2 separate regions of the Cricetulus griseus genome follow, and region 1 is linked to region 2. The links are chromatin contacts, called in public Micro-C maps. All regions are on one chromosome and are shown on one strand. Each heading gives the region's core, a stretch centred on a gene start, on an enhancer-like site or on the middle of the called end of the contact. The rest is flanking DNA. Distances are from core to core; before and after follow the strand shown. Region 1 overlaps Nav2 (neuron navigator 2). Region 2 has its middle 120 kb from the start of Nav2.

Evidence for each region. A called contact is a pair of places that touch in the nucleus more often than the background predicts.
Region 1: a contact with region 2 is called in a Micro-C map of the CHO-K1 cell line, with 5 times the contacts expected there. The contact joins two enhancer-like sites. A contact is called at or near these places in 6 of 8 Hi-C or Micro-C datasets (the CHK-Q cell line, the CHL-YN cell line, the CHO-K1 cell line and 2 more).

The regions. Positions count from the first base shown.
Region 1 is chr3:146,301,252-146,305,275 of CriGri-PICRH-1.0, forward strand. The region is part of intron 1 of Nav2 (neuron navigator 2); the gene reads left to right. Among named protein-coding and RNA genes, the nearest start is that of Nav2, 31 kb to the left of the region's middle. Within about 2 kb of position 1,355, at least 1 of the 6 cell types and tissues checked has open chromatin away from gene starts, as enhancers often do.
Region 2 is chr3:146,150,035-146,153,776 of CriGri-PICRH-1.0, forward strand. No RefSeq gene overlaps it. Among named protein-coding and RNA genes, the nearest start is that of Nav2, 120 kb to the right of the region's middle. Within about 2 kb of position 1,712, at least 1 of the 6 cell types and tissues checked has open chromatin away from gene starts, as enhancers often do.

The DNA.
Region 1 (4,024 bases), core at 105-2,604, 150 kb after region 2:
CTGTCCTGTGCTTTCTTTCTGACTTTTACACTGGGAACATAGGGAACTTAGACAAAAGTGGGGCAGCATTATGCAGGTCCTGCAGCACTCTACAATCTAAACCAGCATGACTTTCTTACAATTTTGTGCCCATTTTACAGATTGGGTAATAAGACATGGAGAGGGACAGCACAGTAAGTAGATACAGCATCAGATACAGTCCAGAGCCCTTTGCTGGCTTTTAGCATGGCTGCTGCTGCCACCAGACTCAACATGATATGATAATTTGCCTTTGCTCCTGCTCATCCAGTCCAGTGAGTGACTTCTTAGGAGACAGTGCACACACAGTGCCTGTTGTCAACAGATCTGACAGTACACACTTGTCAACAGATTTGGGTGACATATGGAAGCCAGTGGCAGCCATGGCTACCACATCTCTCCCCAAGTAATTGACGTCAGTTGGTTTGGTTTTCTTTTCTTTTCTTTTTTTTAATTAAAGTAAAATTGATGGCCACATAATGCTTGGGGTCTTATTTTGATGGAAGTGGAGCATGATTAAAAATTCAGAATTCTGTAACTGGGCATTAATTACTTCTTCACTGCACTTTTTATTTCTGGAGCAAGTTCACTGGCTAATATTAACCTCTCTGGTGCTGGGAGGTTAGAGAAGGAAGTGTGTCTAGCTGGATTTTTTTCTGGTTTATGTTTAGTCTCTGAGTTCTGCTGTCTGGTTCTTCTAACTCTGCAGCTTCCTTTGTGGGAATCTGAATGATTTTTACATCTTATTGCCTGATCCCATGTTCAGCCACACCCACTTTTGAGGATCCTTACAAGATTGTGTGTCCTGGTTCCTGGGGCCACAGAGTTAAGTTCCATAAAGTTAAGCTTTCCTCTTGACCCTTCAGTTTTGTGAACTTTGCTCAATTGTGTGGGAGAGGGGACGTGTGCAGGCATGTGCTGGGGCTCACATGTGGAGACCGGAGGTTGGTGTTGGATGTCCTTCTCTAATACTCTTTGATTACTCTCTGCTACAACCCCCGGAATCTTCTTATGGTCCCCTCTCTAGGGCTGGGACTATAGATGCAGGAGCTGCCGCCATACCTGGCTGAGAATCCAAACTCTTGTCCTAGTGCTTGTACTCCAAGGACTTCATGGACTGCATCATCTCCCCAGCTGTGTCCCTTTAAAAAACAAATACGATGACTATGTTTGCCCATGTTTTATTGAATGCTTAATGCATCCCCAGTACCTTCTCATCTCTTGTTATTTTACCTCCCAGTAGTCATTTGGGGGATGGGGCATAATTATATCCAGCTGATAGATGAAAAGCCTGAGGCTCAGTGAGGCTGAGTCAGTTGGGTGAGGTTACACAAAGCATGAAACTCAAATGTGTCACCTTCTAACACCAGCGATGGCCCTCACACAGGAGGAAAGAGGACAGTCAGAAAGGACTAACTGAAGCTTATTCACCAGACAGCAGGAGTGAAAGGACCTGGAGCAAGAGCTGAGTCTGGCTGCTCAGCAGCCAATGTCCTGGCAGCCCTGGAGACAGGTGGGCTTTGCCCACCACTCAGCCTCATCTGGTCCTTTGGGCATCTCCAGGCAGTGGCATGATTTGTTTTTTTTTAAACTACAAATCTGGTGGAGTTGGGCTAGATGGCTCACTTACTGCCACCCGAAAAGTTAGTTCTCTTCTAACACAGCACCACTCCCTATCCTGTCACTGGCTCACTTGGAACAGAAACCCAGGTGAAGGCCTGCTGAGGCCTGGAAGACTTGTCTGGGCTATCAGGGTCTCTAGTCTCTGCTCTTGGGGTGTCAGGGAGGTGGTCCAGGAAACTTGAGCATAAGGGCATTGAGTGCAACAGTTATGGGGTGTGCTGGTATGTGACCTCCCCTCCCCCAGGTTCTATGGGAAGGCTGTGTTTTATGGGCAACAGCTCCGTTCTGCAGGCAGGACAGCATAGCAGCAAAGCTTAGGATGCCATTCCCTTCCCAGAAGATTGCCCATAGTTCTGTTTGCTTCCCCCAACTGTTTTATAGACCCTATAGGTATCCTTGGGCCCTGGAGTCTTCATGTCCAGAAGACAGTGGGGTGCACCAACTTACCTGTGCTTCACAGGGAAGTAATCTGCAACACACTCTTAACACACACTCACAGAGACCACATATCACACAACCACCACCACCCTACTCACACACTGCCTCCCCTTCTTGCAATCCAAAGACAGGAAGGAAATGGGTTGGGACATTGGAATTGTCACAGCCTGGGCTGGGGCTGAGTCCTCCTTGTGTGACTTCTACTTTGTAATCTTTCAGGGTGTCTTTATCTGTGGGTCCAATGTTAGGTTTTGTGACTTTTTCAGAGGAAGATAGAGCCATGCTCCACCTCATTGGTGTCTGCATGAGGCTGTGTAGAATATAACGTTATAGTAGTTGATACATACCTGGGCATTAGGTAAATACAATGAGCAGTTGGCAGTTTGTGGGAAGCACCCTGTGAACTGGAGCATTCAAATATACCACGGGGCTGAGCACCATTTCCACCATTTCTGGCATATCATCAAGGAGGTGGAGACCGTGGGAGACTGTGAGAACAGCTTACAGACCATGATGCTGAAGGGCAAGGATGGGAGTGACCTTGACGAAGGACATGCATGGGTTGACATGGTCAAAAACTGGACCCATCTACATGTCATGGAGAAATCCAGGTGCAGACCTGGAGTGTCTCTGTGAGTGAGCATACTTCCTGGCCAGGCAGAAGGCTTCTCACAGATGCAGTTTCCACCCACAGATTATTTAAGCAGTGCTGTGAGATGCTCTTGAATTTCAAACAGGCTCCTTTTTTAGAAGCAGCATCACACTGTGCATTTGGCAGGCATGGATTCATTTCTCAATTTGTTTTTAAAATGCTCAGGGGCTATTGTTGATATTCTTTTATACGCACAGTTAACACAGCCTTGACAATCTTTGACTTCGCAAGCCCGGAACAAGGCATGGAGCTGGGAAGATCAGGGTGTGAGAAGCAGGTGAGGGCATCCCCATTCTGCTCCATCCTCACCACTTGAAGGCACTAGGTCAGCTCCAAGAGCTGGCTGCCTGTGACTTGGTTCCCAGTTTGAATCAAAAGCTGTGATTCTACACTGGGCCTCTAACTTGACTCTTTCCATCCTGGATGGATGACCGGGAATTTAGAGGCAGACTGTAATTAAGCCCCCTGTCAGTCAGCACTGCACTCCAAGTGGAATGCAATAAGTGCTACCACTTCCCCTCTCCCGGCACAGCAAGTGTGAGAATTAAGCTCCTTATGAGGATAATATCTGACCTAAAAATGTTGGAGCAAAGATTACCACAACGGGAGTTGGGCTAAGTAACACGCCTGTTGGGACTTAGCAGATCTGTGAGCTCTCGGGCTGCCTGGAAAGGCCACTCTCTGGAAGGAACCCCCAGTTCTAACTCATGAAGGCTGTTAGGAGTAATTTCTAGGATCACACAGATTCCATACTCATTTGTTCCTGCAGAGAACTTGAGGCCAGAGCAAAGCCCACCCAACCTTCCAGCCCCATTGTCATCTGTGGGCTGGCCTCCTTGTGTCTGGGACTTGAGGGAGCTGGGCCATCGGTTTGGCTTCTGCTGAAGGCCTCATGATCCAAAGGCCAGCTGATGCTTTGGTCTTGACTCTTAAAAATGAGAGTCTCCTATGCCTCAAAGTGGGAGAGCGTCTAATAGGTGTGAAGCATGGAGATTTCAGCCTTGTGAATTCACTTTCAATCCCACTGAGTCAGGCCTGACTTGATTTCCCTTTTGTCCTTTCCTGAGTTGGATGAGGACTAAAAAACTTAATTTACTTGGGTGTGGGTGGGCCTTAACCTTTTATTATTCTGATCCATTTGCTTCATGGAAGGGTTAGGTAGTGGATCCTCTGGTTATCCCTTGTTCCCACCTTCTCTCTCTCTCAGGAGTTCCTGGTTCCCCTCGTCCTTTAAAAGAAGAAATATTTGTAAAATGTGTGTGTGTGTGTGTGTGTGTGTGTGTGTGTGTGTGT
Region 2 (3,742 bases), core at 462-2,961:
TCTTGCCCCCCCCCCACCTCTCCCATCTGCTCCTCCCGTAGGGAGTCAACAAGCCTGGCCCATTAAGTTGAGGCAGGACCAAGCACCTCCCCCGCTCCCCGCCATGCGTATTAAAACTGAGCATGGCATCCCACCTTAGGGAATGGGCTTCCACAAGCTCTTTCATGACAGCTTTTCAAATCAGAGTCCTACAGCCAGGATGAGCCAATGTGAGAGTGCGAGGGCACTCACTGTCCACATGGGGACAGCACTGAGTCAGTTGTTGTCTGGCTGGTACCTGAACTCACACTGAGGGGTTGGGCCTGAGGGACATCAGGAAGGTCTCCGAGGGTGGCTGGTTCTTGACAAAGGGCCTTATAACAAACTCTAAGTATGCACTTGGGAGTTAGCCTACTGTTTAAAAGCATTTGTTGCATAACTCAAGCTTTCTGGGGCTCAGTTTCTCTTAGGATTAGTATGAAGAGCAAATTAATTAACACATGTCATTTACTGTTGCACAAGCACCCTTAAAAAACATCCTTTCAGCTCATGAGTGTGGACAGGGACGGGGTGTGGCAACTTGGTCTTTAGTGGAGTGCTAGCTGAGAAGTCAGATGAGGTGGGTGACCCAGGAGGTCAACCTCAGCTTCAAGTCCTCAGCTCCGGGCCATGATGTTGGTCTCCCTAGAAGGAAGGAGGATGCCTTCCATGTGGCTCTGAACTCTAGGAGAACAAAAGAAGTTGGGCTTTAGCTCCTGTGGTGGAAGCTGGGACAGATTTCACTCTACCACATTCTCCAAGTCAAACAAGCTACACAGTCAGAATAGTCTCAAGGCCAAGAGAGATGGGTCCCACTTTAACAGCAATGGCAGGCATTGATGAGAGTGGTGCTGCAACCAGGCTCCTGCAGCAAACCAGAGCTAAGCCTGGCACCCAGAGGCCCATCAGTGTACCCAGCATCATAGCTGAAGAGATTAAGAGCCCTCTGACACAGTTGCCAAGATCACACAAATAGAAAGGAGCAGGCTGTTATTTAAGCCTAAATCTCTCACAGCCAAAGGCTATTTGCTTATCACACCACATAACCAGCCATGAGCTCTTAGCCAAGGCACTGAATCCCTCTGAGTCCCACAGTTCTCCTGTGATGCGGCAGGTATCATGAAGGCAATATGAGAATACTATGCAGACACCAGTGGGGAAATACCCATGGTGGATGCCAGGGAGAGCTGTCTTCACAGTCACCCTGTGACCAGTAGGACTGAGTCAGCTGATCTGGCTAGGTGGGTGTCTCTCCTTCCCTTGTTACTGCAAGTGTACCCACCCTGATATTGTGGGCCTGGAAGAAGACAGCTTTCTTGACTAGGACTGGTTGGCTCTTCACTTAATGCTGTACAAGCAGCTGCACTCCCTGTTGGTGCCTCCAAACAGCCTGAGGAGTCTTAGAGAAGGCCATCTTAACTCACAAGCCTTACAGAAGGACAGGTTATTTGGAGGTTACCATTTGAGCCTCATTCATTCTGGAGCTGTCTCTTGCTGCAAGGGTGTGTGTTTGCTTGCGTTGACTTCTCTTGGCTCTAGCCAATCAGCTAGGGTAACTGAGAGGAGCAGCAGAGGGACCATGGTGCCCCACCCAGCAGCAAACCTTCCAGTGGCAGGCATTAGTGTGAGTGTGTGACAGACTCTTAGCTCCCATGCATTAAGGAAGCTCCCTGGGGCCTGGTTGCCCAGAGGAGGTACTTCCCCTGGGAGCTTCCCATCCTCTCTCTTCCTTCCCCAGGCCATCTCCCTGGTGAGTTCCCAGGGTTCCTCCCAGTAAACCACGTGGTACCCAGGCTCCTTCTGTCCCTAGAGGGTGTCTGGCCTTTCACCCTTGGAATCTCTATTCCCCAGCTGGCTCTTCCTTGGCAGTCTTCATTCCTGTTCTGTCCTGGTACTAACAGAGCCTTTGTCTGTATTAAGTTTGTTCCTCATCAAAATTGTATCTGGTGGTTTCTCATGTTATGACTTCCTGATTAGCTCTCTGTGGAAGCTGGTTTTGTAGCTTTGCTCAGATTTGGCGGTGGTAAAAATATCCTACGGTATAATCACCTCACTGTGTTGGCTTCCTTTGCTCCAAAACCCTCAAGTCAGGTGGGGGGGGAAGCCGGGATGTGTTTCTGAAGAAGTCTGTGAACTGATCACAAGCTTTGGGAGCACCTCCCAGTCCCATGGTAGCAGGCCAGCAGCCATAGCCACCTCCTCCCAGCTTCAGGAAAATGTGACTTTTGAGCTGGGGTGGCTGAGACTGGGCTCTGAGGGTAACTTCCTGGGTTCAAATCACAGGTTTTCTGAGCAATGTCTTCATCTTTATGACAAGCAAGCCATGGATACCTGGAAGCTGACCTGTGTAACTCAGCTGGGAAAGAATACCTGTCAATGCCCAGGCCCCGTGCATCCTCCACAGTCTAATGGCTGTGGTCAGCAAATGTGTATGGAGAGAGCCTGCTACCACATAAATACCAGTTTCATTCTGCTAAGAAGAGCTAGCATATGACCCTGGGTCAGTCATTCTATCTGGGCTTGCATATTCATGTAACGCCAGGAAGTAGGAAGAGGCTGGAAATGAGAGAAGTGGGCCAGACAGAAGTACATCACACTGATCCTTGCCATGGAAGGATCTCCACTGAGCAGGGGGTTCCCATGTTAAATAAGTTTGGGACGCTTTGGGTGTTACAGTTTGAATATGTGATATAGAAATGTCCTATCAAACTGGTGTTTTAGGAAATTGCTTGTGGTACTAAGCACACATACACACACACACACACACACACACACACACACACACACACACGTGCGTGTGCGTGCGTGCGTGCGTGCGTGCGTGCGTGTGTGTGTGTGTGTGTGTGTGTGTGTGTGTATGTGTGTTTTGCATGTGTATATGCACCACACGTGTTCCTCTGCCACCAGAAGCCAGCAAGGGCATCTGATTCTCTGGAGCTAGAGTTACAGTTTTGAGCCATCAGATATGGGTGCCAGGAACTGACTTGGGGTGGGCCCTTTGTTTTGTTGTTTTCGTTTTTGAGACAAGGTTTCTCTGTGTAACCCTGGATATCCTGAAACTCACTCTGTCGACCAGGCTGGACTTCAACTCAAAGATCCACCTGCCTCTGCCTCCCCAGTGCTGGAATTAAAGGTGTGTGCCACCACCACCAGGCTTACCTTGGGGCCTCTGAAAGAGCAGCAAATACTCTTAGCTGCTGAGCCATCTCCATCCCAGAGACTATGGGATCATTTAGGAGGACCTGTGAAGGTTACACTAGGGCCACACTGCCTGTCATGCTCCCTGCTTCCCATTCCACTCTGATGTAGGCAGCCTCTGCCTTGAGTGCCCACTGTTACTGCCGGGAACTGAATTTCCCTCCTGGACTGAGACCCTGAGTCAGAATAGATTCTTCCTCCATCAGGTTGATTCTGGCAGGTATTTTGGTCGCAGGAATCTGAGAAAGCACCTGTAACACTGGGTTAAAAAACAGAATAGAATCCTTTTATTTCTCAGCACCTTTAAAGCGCTGCTACCTGGGATATATCAGGAGGCAAGAGAGGCCATCTTCGTGAACTTCTGCAACCTTCCCAGAACACCAGCTCTTTCTGGTGTGACTGGCTGATTCTGATGAGACACCTCACCCACCTTCCTGGCCTGACCTTCAGCCTGAGTCTCTAGGATCAGGCAGGGAGGTGTATCAGATAGATGACACAGGACATGGAGTTCTGTCCCTTCATTGTT